Linked DNA regions of Sus scrofa: region 2 is linked to region 1. Evidence: chromatin contacts called from public HiChIP or PLAC-seq data. All regions are on one chromosome and are shown on one strand. The core of a region is the stretch at or near the end of the contact, and the rest is flanking DNA. Distances in the headings are between cores, read along the strand shown. Region 1 overlaps SYNE3 (nesprin-3). Region 2 holds the start of GLRX5 (glutaredoxin-related protein 5, mitochondrial).

What was found. HiChIP or PLAC-seq counts read pairs in DNA pulled down with a chosen protein or histone mark.
Region 2: a contact with region 1 is called in an H3K27ac HiChIP or PLAC-seq map of skeletal muscle. The contact joins the promoter of GLRX5 here to the enhancer-like site in region 1. A contact is called at or near these places in 5 of 5 promoter capture datasets (fetal liver, fetal skeletal muscle, liver and 1 more), 32 of 47 Hi-C or Micro-C datasets (adipose tissue, alveolar macrophages, blood and 16 more) and 2 of 2 datasets of contacts at active chromatin or transcription factors (alveolar macrophages and skeletal muscle).

The regions. Positions count from the first base shown.
Region 1 is chr7:116,681,288-116,687,419 of Sscrofa11.1, forward strand. SYNE3 (nesprin-3) reads right to left here. Exons shown (of 20, transcript XM_003128709.4): 18 at 3,596-3,745; 19 at 2,250-2,288. Among named protein-coding and RNA genes, the nearest start is that of SYNE3, 86 kb to the right of the region's middle. Within about 2 kb of position 1,969, at least 7 of the 83 cell types and tissues checked have an H3K27ac peak or open chromatin away from gene starts, as enhancers often do. A contact at or near this core is called in liver and skeletal muscle, where this site is marked.
Region 2 is chr7:116,784,602-116,790,991 of Sscrofa11.1, forward strand. It overlaps GLRX5 (glutaredoxin-related protein 5, mitochondrial), which reads left to right and starts at 2,745. Exons shown (of 2, transcript XM_001928993.6): 1 at 2,745-3,164. The coding sequence starts at 2,879. It overlaps LOC100525590 (a long non-coding RNA gene), which reads right to left and starts at 2,499. Exons shown (of 3, transcript XR_116071.3): 1 at 2,379-2,499; 2 at 1,885-2,097; 3 at 328-535.

The DNA.
Region 1 (6,132 bases), core at 719-3,218:
ACTCTCTGACCAGAGCAACGCCAGCCCAGCTGGGCGTGTGACCCTCTCTCTCCCATGTCCCCCCACCCCATAGGCTCCATAGGCAGCATGTGCCGCCCACCTGGGCAGACCTTCACTCTTGTGCTACATCTCAAGTAGCTAAACCAGTGCTTGGCACAAAGTCGGCACTCGGTACGTATTTGTGGAATGAATGAATGAGACGATACTGAACACGCGGCTGTGAACACTCCACGTTAACCGGCTCTCAGGCCCCCAGGAGCCTGAGTCGCGCTGCAGGGCTGGTATCAGCCAGTCAGGTGTCCCCCTACTCAAAACCACCAGGGCACCCCCAGACATGACTCCCCGCTGGACTCTGGTCTGGGAGCTACAGGCCAGAGAGGGGCTTAAAGTGCGGGAACTGGAGGCAGCCTGGACACCTGGCCCTGGGCCCCCCAAGTGCCACCAGGAGTCGCAGCCTGGGCAGAGTGGGCCACCCTGCCCTTCCTGAGGTTCTCCCCTATTTCTCAAGAGCCCCTTGTTCTTCTAAATGGGGTGGGGGGCGGTGGACCAGGGCTTTCAGCTCTTCTCTAAAGAATGAATGGTAGGAGTTCCCATCATGGCTCAGCGGAAACGAATCTGACTAGCATCCATGGGGATGAAGGGTCGAACCCTGGCCCCATTCAGTGGGTTAAGAATCTGGCTTTGCTGTGGCTGTTGTGTAGGCCATCAGCTACAGTTCCATTCGACCCCTAGCCTGAGAACCTCCATATGCCCTGGGTGTGGCCTTAAAAAGACAAACAAAAACAAAAACAAAAACATGAACAGTAGGAGTTCCCATTGTGGTTCATTGGAACTGAATCTGACTAGGATCCATGAGGGTGTGGGTTTGATCCCTGGCCTCACTCAGTGGATCAGGGATCTGGCATTGCCATGAGCTGTGGTGTAGGTCACAGATGTGGCTCAGATCTGGCATTGCTGTGGCTGTGGTGTAGGCCGGCAGCTGCAGCTTCAACCGGACCCCTAGCCTGGGAAGTCCACATGCTGCACCTGTGGCTCTAAATTAAAAAAGAAAAGAGAATGAATCGTTCACATGAGCTTCAAAATTTGTTCATGGTATAAAGTCAGCATTGACGGTTCCATTTTACAGATGGGGAAAGTAAGCCGCAGGAGTCAAAGCAACTTGCCCAAGACCTCACGGCTGGTGGCTGCGGGGCTCAGAGCACAGCGCTGGCCTCCTGACTCTGGTTCTCCCCCGCCCCCACTCCAGCCCTGGGACACCACTTGTCCTGTAGATGGAGACACGAATACGAGCTGGAGACCAAGAAGTGCGGGTGTACAGAGGCCTTGGGGACCAGACCACAGCACAAGGGGGCTGGAGGCCCCGGGGCTCTTTGGAACAGAGCCTGCCAGAGGCACACGTCGTCAGGAACCAACACTCGGCAGGACAACCAGCGCTCTCTCAGAAAAGGTGGCACTGGGGATTCAGTTTCCACGGGGCTTTTGCAGAAGTGAAGAGAGCCATCGGGCCCGGGCATGCTTGTTCCAAGGCACAGTGAGGAAGGTAGGCATGGGCTGAGGACTCAGAGGCCAGGGCCCTCTCAGGAGTCCTGTGCCTTCCCTGAATATGTCCCTCCAATCTGGCCATGTCTGGCTTTCCTCATGTATAACACGGCAGCAGTGACACCTCCTGGGTGTCAATGGAACGCCCTAACCACGATTTGGCAGACTCCTGGCACACAGTGAATGATCAACACACAGCATCTAGAGTAATAATTATTATTCCTAATTATTGCTGTGATTACTGCTGCTAGTGTCATTGCTTTGCCCTGCAAGCCCTGCTTGTCACAGAAGGCCGAAGTGGAAACGCGGCTGGTGGAACACAACGGGCACAGCCACCCCCTCCTCTGTGTCCCCCCTGAGCCCCTATGCCGTCTACTACTCAGGTGGCCTGGAACCCTCCAGGGTGCCTGGGACAGTCCTGGTTTAGGCCTGTCATCACAGATAATTATTAACAGGGTCCTGGATATTATCCAGGATGCTCTCATCTCCCAGGCCCTGTCACAGCCAAGTACATTTTGTGTGTCCCCGGGAGTCAGGGCCCTGGAGCCCAGGACAGTGCAACCCAGAGCCAATGCCTCATACACCTTCCTTGGGCCTCACGGAACCTTCCAGAAAGCCCAGGGGTCCTGCCCCAGCGACGCAGCCCCCCCCCCCCCCGCCCCCAGACGCCCTGCCCTCTAGCCGAGCAGAGCAGATGGCAGACGCCGTACCTTTTGGAATCCAGTCGGCTCCCCTGGAGAACTCCCCGTCTGTTATTTTAGGGAAGGAGAGGAAACGGGGAAAAAAACGAAGTTAAGTGAGTGAAACTTAAATCCCAGCAGAGCCTGTAATGGAATATTCATTTTGTCAGGGGAGTGTTTCTTTAAAACTCCTGGTCATCTGGACAGGCTGAACCAGCAGGTGATTCAATTTAATGAGCTTTTTAACGCACTTTGGGCCCAGGTGGGATTCCGTCTGGGAAGGCCTGGGCCAAGGCCACGGGCGCGCCGACCTGGCTGGGGCTGGGCTGACACCTAGTGGCTGACTTGGCTGCTTCGGGGCCAGCAAAGCTGGAGCCCCAGAGCTTGCAGCTCCAGGAGGCCACCCCCCACCCACCCACCCTCTCCTCGGGTGAAACCATGTGCCTCAGTGTCCCTATCAGTTTTCAGGCAATAATAACAGCACCTCCTTTATAAAGCTGTAATGAGGACATAGCATTTAATAAAGGCCGTTATTAATGTGGCTGTTACCATTATTTTGTGTGAGACCCAAGGGCCCAAAGGGAGAAGGTCCTTCCTCAGTGTCACGAAGCAGGTTAGTGGAGGAGGGGCCCTAGATTTTAGGGGTCCCAGCGTCCACTCCAGGGTTCCCACCACCGCGCCTCCAACACCAGGGTGTGTCTGAAGCTGGCTTTGCCCCTTACTAGCCCAGTGAACTTGGCTGAGTTTTTAATTCCTCAGGGTCTCAGCTCCCATCTGCAGGCTGGAGAGGCAATTACTCTGGTCAAGGGCTGCAGGAAGCACTAAATGGCAGTGCTTCCACCACTGACCCACGCAGGCACCAGCAAGTTTTTTTCCTTTGTCTTTTTACAGCTGCACCTGCAGCATATGGAGGTTCCCAGGCTGGGCATTGAATTGGAGCTGCAACTGCCGGCCTACTTCACAGCCACTGCAATACCAGATCCAAGCTGCATCTGCCACCTACACTGCAGCTTGTGACAACACCAGATCTTAAACTCACTGAGTGAGGAGGCCAGGGATCAAACCCTCAGCCTCACAGAGACTATGCCGGGTCCATGACCCGCTGAACCACAACAGGAGCTCCTGGAAACACTAAATGGGACGATACACATGCAGGTTTCAGGTGGGAAGGTAGCAAACCTGTCCTGATTAGCGCTCCTGTCTCTCTGAGTGGCAGGATGGCCAATGACAAATTGCAAGTCAAGTGCCCAGGACCCATGAGGCTCCATGTGCTCTGAGTGTGTCTCAGCCTGGTCTGCAGAGACACAGGGTGGAGTGGATGTGGGCGGAGCTGTGTCTCCCCCGGGGCCTGTTCCCCGTGCATCCTGGGCACCTACCAGCAGGAGGCTGGAGTCCTTGAGTTTGGACTTGTACAGCATCCACCGGTAGCGCAGATCCTCCAGCTCATCCAAAGACCCCCTCGCTGGTCCAAGACGAAGGAGGTTTTCAAAGAGATGCTGACCTTCTGGGACCCGAGCTTCCAGCTCCTAGAGGGAAAAGACAGGCTCGAGGGTAACTTCCAAATGGCCAAGGTGGCCCCACCTGTTGGTCAGGAGGAGCCAGTCAAATGTCACTTAAGAAGCAGCCCACAGGTCACATAAAGTGAGAATCCCTTCCATGCAAATGGAAGCCAAGGCTAGGCAGCTGCTCTCTGGGATGTTAGAGAGTGGACTCCAGTGTGAAAGGGGAGCTGTGGTGTCCACCGCCACGGTCACTTCCAGCTCTGGCAGTCTAGAACCAAGTCCTCCCGTCAGCATCATTACAAAGTTCCCGTTGTGACTCAGCGGTATTGAACCCACCAAGTATCCATGAAGTTGTGGGTTCGATCCCTGGCCTCCGTCAGTGGGTTAAGGATCCGGCATTGCCATGAGCCGTGGTGTAGGTCACAGACATGGCTTGGATCCTGCGTTGCTGTGGCTGTGGTGTAGGTGGGCAGCTGCAGCTCTGATTGGACCCCTAGCCTGGGAACCTCCATATGCCATAGATGCGGCCCTAAAAAGCAAAACAAAACAAAACAAAACAAAACAAAAAACAAAAAAAAAGAGTTACCATCATTATAAAAGCTACTGTTGTTGACCATGTCTCTCTGTTGGCCTTTTTACTCTGGGCAGAGTGATGTTGCGACTGGATGGATTTTTCTATCAAAATACAGTAACTTGTTCCCTAAGATGGCATCGTGGCATCTTGTGTCCTCAGGACTCTTGGGAGGTAGTGATGTGGGGATGCGGGGATGTGGTCTGGGCTCTAAATCTAAGAGCCTGAGCTTAAGTTCTGGCCTGAGGTCCTGGCTCTCTCCCATCCTGCCAGCTTCATGATTCAGGCACACAGCTTAGCTTCTCAGACCCCCCTAGAATAGGGGGTTCCACCCGAGCAAGGGAGCTTCCCCTGGGGAACTAAGTCACCTCTGATGTGCCTCAAGCCGGGTGGTGGTGGCAGGAGATGAAAGGAATGGCTGCATAGGAGGAAGGACACAGGGAGGAAGGACTTTGGCCAACTAGGTAATGGGAATTAAAGCTCTCGCCGAGGACAAAATATTAGAAACATCTTTAAGGCTTCAAAGAGTGAACAAAAGAGTGAGGCCAAACCAGGGAAAGGTTAAGATCCAGAGAAGTAAGCCTGGTGTCCAGACCCACTTTTGCCCGTAGGGCATTTGCCAGTCTGCACCAAGCAGCTGTGAAACACATCAGCCTCGCGGGGCTCGGGAGACAAGGTCAAAGTCTGGACCCTGCAGAGGTGAAGCCTCTGGAGAAGCATCTCCTCTGGCTGACACACCTCAAGGGGAATCAGAAGTCACCTCAGACCTTGTTTGGGGTTGCAGCCCAGCTCTAAGTCATTTCAGGGGTCTAGGAAGCCTCACATTTTGAAATTGGATTCAGTGGTTCCAGAATGATAAAGTCCTGGCTTGCCTGGCCGTCACAAACAGCCCTCTCTGGAGAACAGATTACCCTAAATCTCCAATTACTCTTATACGTATTTGTCAAGGACAAAGTCCAGCACACACTCAAAGCAGCCACACCCAGATACAAGACACCAAGAACAAGAAGAGGCAGACACAATACTTGACATTCCTAAAATGATGTGAGAGGCAATTATTACACACCCTGTGATAACAACTGTGTCTACTGTGTTCAAAGAAGTAAAAGACAAGCCTAGGAGTTCCCGCTGTGGCACAGTAGGTTAAGGACCTGGCATTGCTGCAGCTGTGGTGTAGGTCACAGCTGAGGCTCAGATTGGATCCCCTGCCCAGGAACTTCCCATATGCCCTGGGTGCAGCCGAAAAAAAAAAAAAAATGATAAACCTAAAAATTTCAGCAAGGACCCAGAAGCTATAAAAAATGGCAGAGAAGATTTTTTTAAAAAACCGAGTAGAATTTCTAGAACAGATAAATACAATATGCAAAGTTAAGAACATAGCACATACAATAGCAAATGAGACACAGCTAAATCAAGTGGAAGATTGGCTAGGAAAAAACTACCTAGAAGACAATATGAAAAGATAAGAGGATGAAAAAACATACAAGGCAGGGTAAAGCATGTATGAGAAGAAATAACGTATGTTTATTTAAAAAAAAAATTTTTTTTTCTTTTTAGGGCTGCACCCATGGCATATGGAGGTTCCCAGGCTAGGGGTCCAATCAGAGATGTAGCTGCTGGCCTACACCACAGCCACAGCAACGCCAGATCCGAGCCGTGTCTGCGACCCACACCACAGCTCACGGCAACGCTGGATCCTTAACCCGTTGATCGAGGCTAGGGATTGAACCTGCAACCTCATGGATACCAGCTGGGTTCCTTAACTGCTGAGCCGTGATGGGAGCTCCAAGAAGAAATAACATATGTTTAAATGGCATCTCAAAAGGTGAGAAGAAAGGGA
Region 2 (6,390 bases), core at 1,495-3,994, 100 kb after region 1:
TTGTCCTTTTGCCTTTTCTAGGGCTACGCCACAGCATATGGAGGTTCCTAGGCTAGTGGTTCAGTCAGCTGTAGCCACCGGCCTATACCACAGCCCATAGCAACACCAGATCTGAGCCGCATCTGCGACCTACACCACAGCTCATGGCAATGCTGGATCCTCAACCCACTGAGCAAGGCCTCATGGTTCCTAGTTGGATTCGTTAACCACTGAGCCACCACGGAACTCCTGGATCCTCAGATCTTAAGCTTGCAAATACTCTTCCCTATTCCAGTTGACACAAGAGCAGAATTAGACAGTTTAGGGTAGGCAATAAACAATTCAGGCTTTCAAGAACAAATTGTCAATATTTATTTTTTAAAAAATTACTATATAATACAAGTAAAAGCGTGGTGATTTTGCAAATAATATAGTTTCTGCTGTTAAGAGCACCAGATACCAGACTTCTGAAATAAGCGTTAAGCTTCAGCATCACATCACTTCCTGTATATTTCTGTTCAGGTTTGTTCCTCTGATTTACCTGGAATCCAGGAATCTGGGGGATGAAAAAACAATAGGATTCTTTAAGAAGCTGATCAATTTTGGGTCCTACATTGGAAAACTACTACACATCAGTAACATTGATGGGGATAAAATACGTATGTCACCGAGGAGCACTTCTGAGTAACGTCTTCAGTTTATTTTCAGTTTACTGAACTCGAGTTTCCTGCTAAATGCGTATTTGGAGAACTCACTGGCTGAGAGCACATGTACTAATTTTCCGATGTTTAAATGGGAGTGCCTCCGAAGCAGATCACCTCCAGCAACAACTTATAAACTACTTTAAATTAAAAAAAAATAATGTGAGGGGCGGGGGAGGGATGGAGTGGGAATTTGAGATTAGCAGCTGCTAACTAGTATGCATAGAATGGATAAACAACAAGGTCCTGCTATATAGCACAGGCAACTCTATTCAATATCCTGTGATAAGCCATAATGGAAAAGAATATATATGTATAAATGAATCACTTTGATGTACAGCAGAAATTAACACAACATTGTAGATCAACTACATTTCAGTAACAAAAAAAAAAAAATTTTTTTTCTTTTTTTTTGGTCTTTTTAGGGCCGAATCCGCAGTATATGGAGGTTCCAGGCTAGGGATCGAATCCTAGCTGTAGCCCCTGGCCTACACCACAGCCACAGCAACACCAGATCCGAGCTGGTCTGCGACCTACACCACAGCTCTCATGGCAACCGGGATTCCTTAGCCCACTGAGCAAGGCCAGGGATCAAACCTGCGTCGTCATGGATGCTAGGGCGATTCGTTTCCGCTTAGTCACAACAGAAACTCCTAAAATAATTTTTAAAAAAAGTAACTTGTAGCAGTACTTAGTGTCCAACAGAAACCACTCCATCTGTTAAACAATATCTGACTGCAAAAAGCTGCTCTTACTGTCGGTTGATAGATAACGGCACTGGCACAGCCATTATCACCGTGGCAACAGTACCCAGGAACTATCAGAGGAAAATTGCACATCGTACTGCTGGCTCTTGAGCAGTTATGCCTCAGCTTCCTCTGAGTCTGCTTTCTCTGCAAGTCTGGTGTGCTCTAGGGTACCACCAACCCTGGGCGGCTCCAAGACTACAGATCACTTGGCGATGTCGCTGAGCCCCGCTCTCCCGGGAATCGTTCTTTCCACCAATATGTGCACCCGCCACGTTCCAAGCACTGTTCTAGGTACTGAGAATACAGCAGTGAATGAAGTCGAGGGTCCGGGAGAGAAGTCAACAAACAAGTTAGCAAACACGTGTCAAGGTGTAATAAGCACAATGGAGACTAGAGAAAGCAGTGGGTCTAAGGAAACTGCCTTTCCCTCCTCTGCACCCCACATTGCTTTGTACCTGCTTCTCATTTCTCAAGCTTTGGGCACAGGTCTCTCTGGAGGTCCCGCACCGGCCCCGTGCCTTGCACGCCACAGCTGCGCAGAAAACGTCTGTCGAACGAGCCAATTCCCTTCTTAGCTCCCGGTTCAACAAACCCTTCCTGGGCCCAGGCCCAGGGGCTTAAGTAGGCCGGAAAGTCAGCGAAGCCCCGATCACACAGACGAGAGCGCTCTACAGTGTTTTAAAATAAAAGCTGTTTTAGTGAAGTAATCGCGGCCCATGGGCGGAAACCAGGCCTCCGCTCTCACATGGGCGGCGGGACCGCGAGAGGCTCCGAGGCACAGGGCCAGGTCGGACGCGGTAGCCCTCGGCAGGCCTGGCCGCCAGAGCCCGGCTTGGTCCACGCTCCCGCCGCGAACGGCTGCGGCATTACAGACGCTCCGGGCCGCTCTCCTAGACCCAGACCTACTCCAGCGCCGCTACCACCCTTACGGCAAGAACCAGGCACCTACCAACCGCGCTGCCGTAGCAACGCAACCAGCCAGACACTGCACCGGAACCGGAACCTCCATCTGGCAGTGACCCCCCTTCCCCGACATCCTCGGAACGGCGAAACCCCGCCCAGTGCGTCCCACTCACCCGGAGTATCCCAGCAGGCCCGCCCGCCCTTGGTGGCGAAGTCGTCTTCCCGCTGGTTTCGCCTCTGCTAGTCTCAAGCGTGACCTTGATGGACATGCACTCTCTCCAATCAACTGATAGAGAGGTTGCCAACCGCCAATGGTAAGGCGTCAAGCTAAGGACCTCCTCCAAGCTATCGGGGCGGGACAAGTAATATGATTGGTAGAATCCAGTAATTGCCGGCCAGCGTTGTCCAATCACGTAGAGCTATTCGGAGCCGGTCCAATGAGGGTCTCCGGGGGACGGGGCGGGCCGCCGCTGGCCAGGCCCCAGCGAGGCTCCTGCTGTCTAACTCAGGTCCCGAGCTGTCCAGGGCTCCGGCGAGCGTACGGGGATGAGCGCGTCCCTGGGCCGGGCGGCGGCGGCTCTGCTCCGCTGGGGGCGCGGCGTAGGCGGTGGTCTGTGGGTCCCGGGCGTGCGGGCGGCGAGCTCGGGCGGGAGCGGCTCAGCGGAGCATCTGGACACGCTGGTGAAGAAGGACAAGGTGGTGGTCTTCCTCAAGGGGACGCCAGAGCAGCCCCAGTGTGGCTTCAGCAACGCCGTGGTGCAGATCCTGCGGCTGCACGGCGTCCGCGACTACGCGGCCTACAACGTGCTGGACGACCCCCAGCTCCGGCAAGGTCAGGGCCGGCGGGGGCGGGGCTGGGGGGCGACAGGCCGAGGCCTCTCTGCGGGGGGGAGGGTCTCTCCGCCAAGGTCTCTGCGGAGGTTCAAACGGGGTTAGGGCGCGGGCTTCCACTCCGCGTTGGAGGGTCTGGAGTGGGGGCGTGATCACCTTGAACCGGGTCTTGAGGATCTGGGGCCCTGGGCCAACCTGGGCAGTGGGGTAAGTCCTTACTTAGCTGTTCCCCCGAACCTCACTCTGAGCAGAAATAGGCATTCGGGGGCATTCTCTGGGGCTGAGTCCAAGTATCGTGGTCAGCAGCCTCACTCCTCGCTCTGCAGAGCTGGGAAGGTGGGACAAAGAGGGATACAGGGGGAACCACTAAGGAGACACTTTGAAGCCGTGACCTGTCTCGTGGATAAGTGTCCTGTTGATGGTGGAGGGAGGGCCGAGGTTGAGGCCAAGGGGGTCGGAGGCTGGTCTGCTGTGCCTCGAGGCTCGCGGTGTCAGGGACCGGCCACTGTTGTTGCTGCAAGGAGGGGCTTGACACAGCTTTTGGACTGGTCTTAGCCGGGTTCTGGCGTTGTGGGAGAAAAAGATAGGAAATTCGTTTTTAGGTACTCGAGATGGGGGAAAGCTGGGGGCTAGGGCTTGGAGAGGCTTGTAGGGATGGGATGGAGGGATGACTTTTGGGCCCCGGCTAACTCAGGTTTGGGAGCTCCAGGAGCCCAGGGCCAGGCAGATGGAGGAGGGTCTGGGCCTTTTCCCTGGGCCCTGGGGCAAGGTGGAGGGCCTTGGCAGCTAATTAGCGTCTTTCCTGTTGAACTCCAAGCTAAGATCCTTCCCTGCAGTCTTCTGTTTATCTGAGTGAAGGCAGAGAAAGAGGAAGAGACCGGAACCCCTGGGTCTGCCCTTGGCTAGGGTTGATGGTGTTGCTGGAGAAATGGGGAGACGATGCTTGTACCCTCCGAAGGGTGGCCTTTACGTTAGACTTTCAGTGTCTGAGTTCCAGCATCGCCCTCGTATCAGGCTTTTGACAGTGTTCTGGAGGGAGTTTGAGGGCACCAGGTTCTCTGGTGTTCTACAAGGAGAATTCTGCTTTTGAAGTTGTCAATCGTAGACACTCCGACATCAAGGAGCCAGGCCGGTGTCACGGAGAGGCTTTGGGCTAGAGTCCTTCTGCGGCCAGTCAGCCACAGAGCAAGTCACACACGTGCATTTTCCTTCTCAGTAGCAGGAGGATGATGAAACCACACTTGACAACGTTTTTGCGAGGGAAAAAGAGAAAGAAAAACTTTTTCGAAAGTGCCTGTCATCTTTCCTGGCACACAGAAGACACCCATTAAATGGTCTCTGTTTTATTATTAGCACTTTATGTTTTGAAAAGTTCCTCCCCACCCAGGTTATCTGATCCTTAGAGAGCTCTTGGTTTTGGTGGATGGAAAAGAGGAGCGGAGAAGGCAGCTTAGCGTTCCCAGGTATATGTCATTACAGTGTATTGTGCTTATGATCCTCTGTCTTCTTGAAATGCTCCCAGTTGCGGGGTTTTTTTTCAAAGACAGGGTGAGCTGCAGTCTTCAGCTGGCACTGGCGTTCCTGCTTGAAAGATTAGATAGGAGAAACTGCTCTGCAATCTCCCTGCCGGGACCATGCCTGAGGCCCCTTGCAAAAAGTTGTGTTGTTGATATTTTGCTGACAGTAAAGTCTTGAGTGTCTTTGGTGTGTGAATTGCCATTCTGATTCACAGACCCAGAGATGGTCTGACTTTATCATACACCTGAAACATTGTCAGTCAACTACCCTTCACTTTAGAAAGGTTAAAAAATACACCCAGTATGAGGTTGCGGGTTCGGTCCCTGGCCTTGCTCAGTGGGTTACCCATCCGGCGTTGCCGTGAGCTGTGGTGTAGGTTGCAGACGCGGCTCGGATCCCGCGTTGCTGTGGCTCTGGCGTAGGCCGGTGGCTACAGCTCCGATTCGACCCCTAGCCTGGGAACCTCCATATGCCGAGGCAGCGGCCGAAGAAATAGCAAAAAAAAAAGACAAAAAAAAAAAAAAAATACAGCCAGAGATGGGCTATGCTGGAATATGGGCAGTAAACTGAAAATAGGGGCAGGAATGGAGGAGTGTTTACTGAGAGCACTTGGGCGTCTGGCTTCTGGTCTTCTGTTCTTAAGCATTCAAGCAACAGACTTTAATCCTCAAATTTCTTGACCGCTGAGTTGCTCAGATTGTTCCTTTGCTTAGTACACGTGTTGCACATAAACTGAACCTAACACTAGTCTTCGTTGCTTAGAAAGTGTACATTGGTGTACGTATTAACCTCCAGACTGGGGCGGGGTGGTGTAAGCGTGTGACCGCAGAAGGGGCTGGTTTCACCAGGGTGAGGCTTTCAACCATTAGGATGCCTCACCTTGCCCTCTGGGCCGTGGAGACCAGCAGGCTGTCTGATGCTTGCTCTTGCCAACTAAAGATATGTCCTTGTGCCTTTCCCAACCCAAGGTCACTTCTAGTAACAGGAGAGGCGTGTCTGCAAAATCAGCCTTTCCTGTTTTCTTGTGCCAGGGGAGGCTGAGCTCTACAAAGGGCCCAAGTCAGCGGAAGACCCGCTGACACCATCTCCTAGTTGTGGGTGCTGGGTTCGAGGTGTGTGATGCGGAGGGGTCTCAGCCTGAGATCGCAGAACAAAGGTGACTGCGAGGCCGCTTCGTGTGTTTCGGCCTTCCTTGAGTTTTTTGGATTTTTTTTTTTCTTTTTTGAAAAATCCGAGGAGGTCCCGTTGTGGCTCAGCGGTAAGCAAGCCCGACTAGTATCCATGAGGACGCAGGTTCAGTCTCTGGCCTCCGATCAGTGGGTTAAAGGATCCGGTGTTGCCATGCGTTGTGGTGTAGGTCGCAGATGCGACTCGGATCTGACATTGTTGTGGCTGTGGTGTAGGCCGGCTGTTGCAGCTCTGCTTTGACCCCCAGCCTGGGAACTTCCATAAGCCAAACGTGCAGCCCTAAAAAGCAAACAAAACAAAACAAAAATATGGAGCACACACAGAAGCCAGAAGCGGAAGGGACAGGGTCCCGGTGGCTGGATGTCACTATATCCCGCTCCCCTCTTTACAAATAATTAGCCCTAACCCTAACCTTTATTTTCAGTTGCAAAAGTTACACCTGCTCATTGAAGAAACTTGGAAAACACTGAAAAATATGAAGAAAATGAAAGTACCTGTAATTCCATATACATCCATAAACC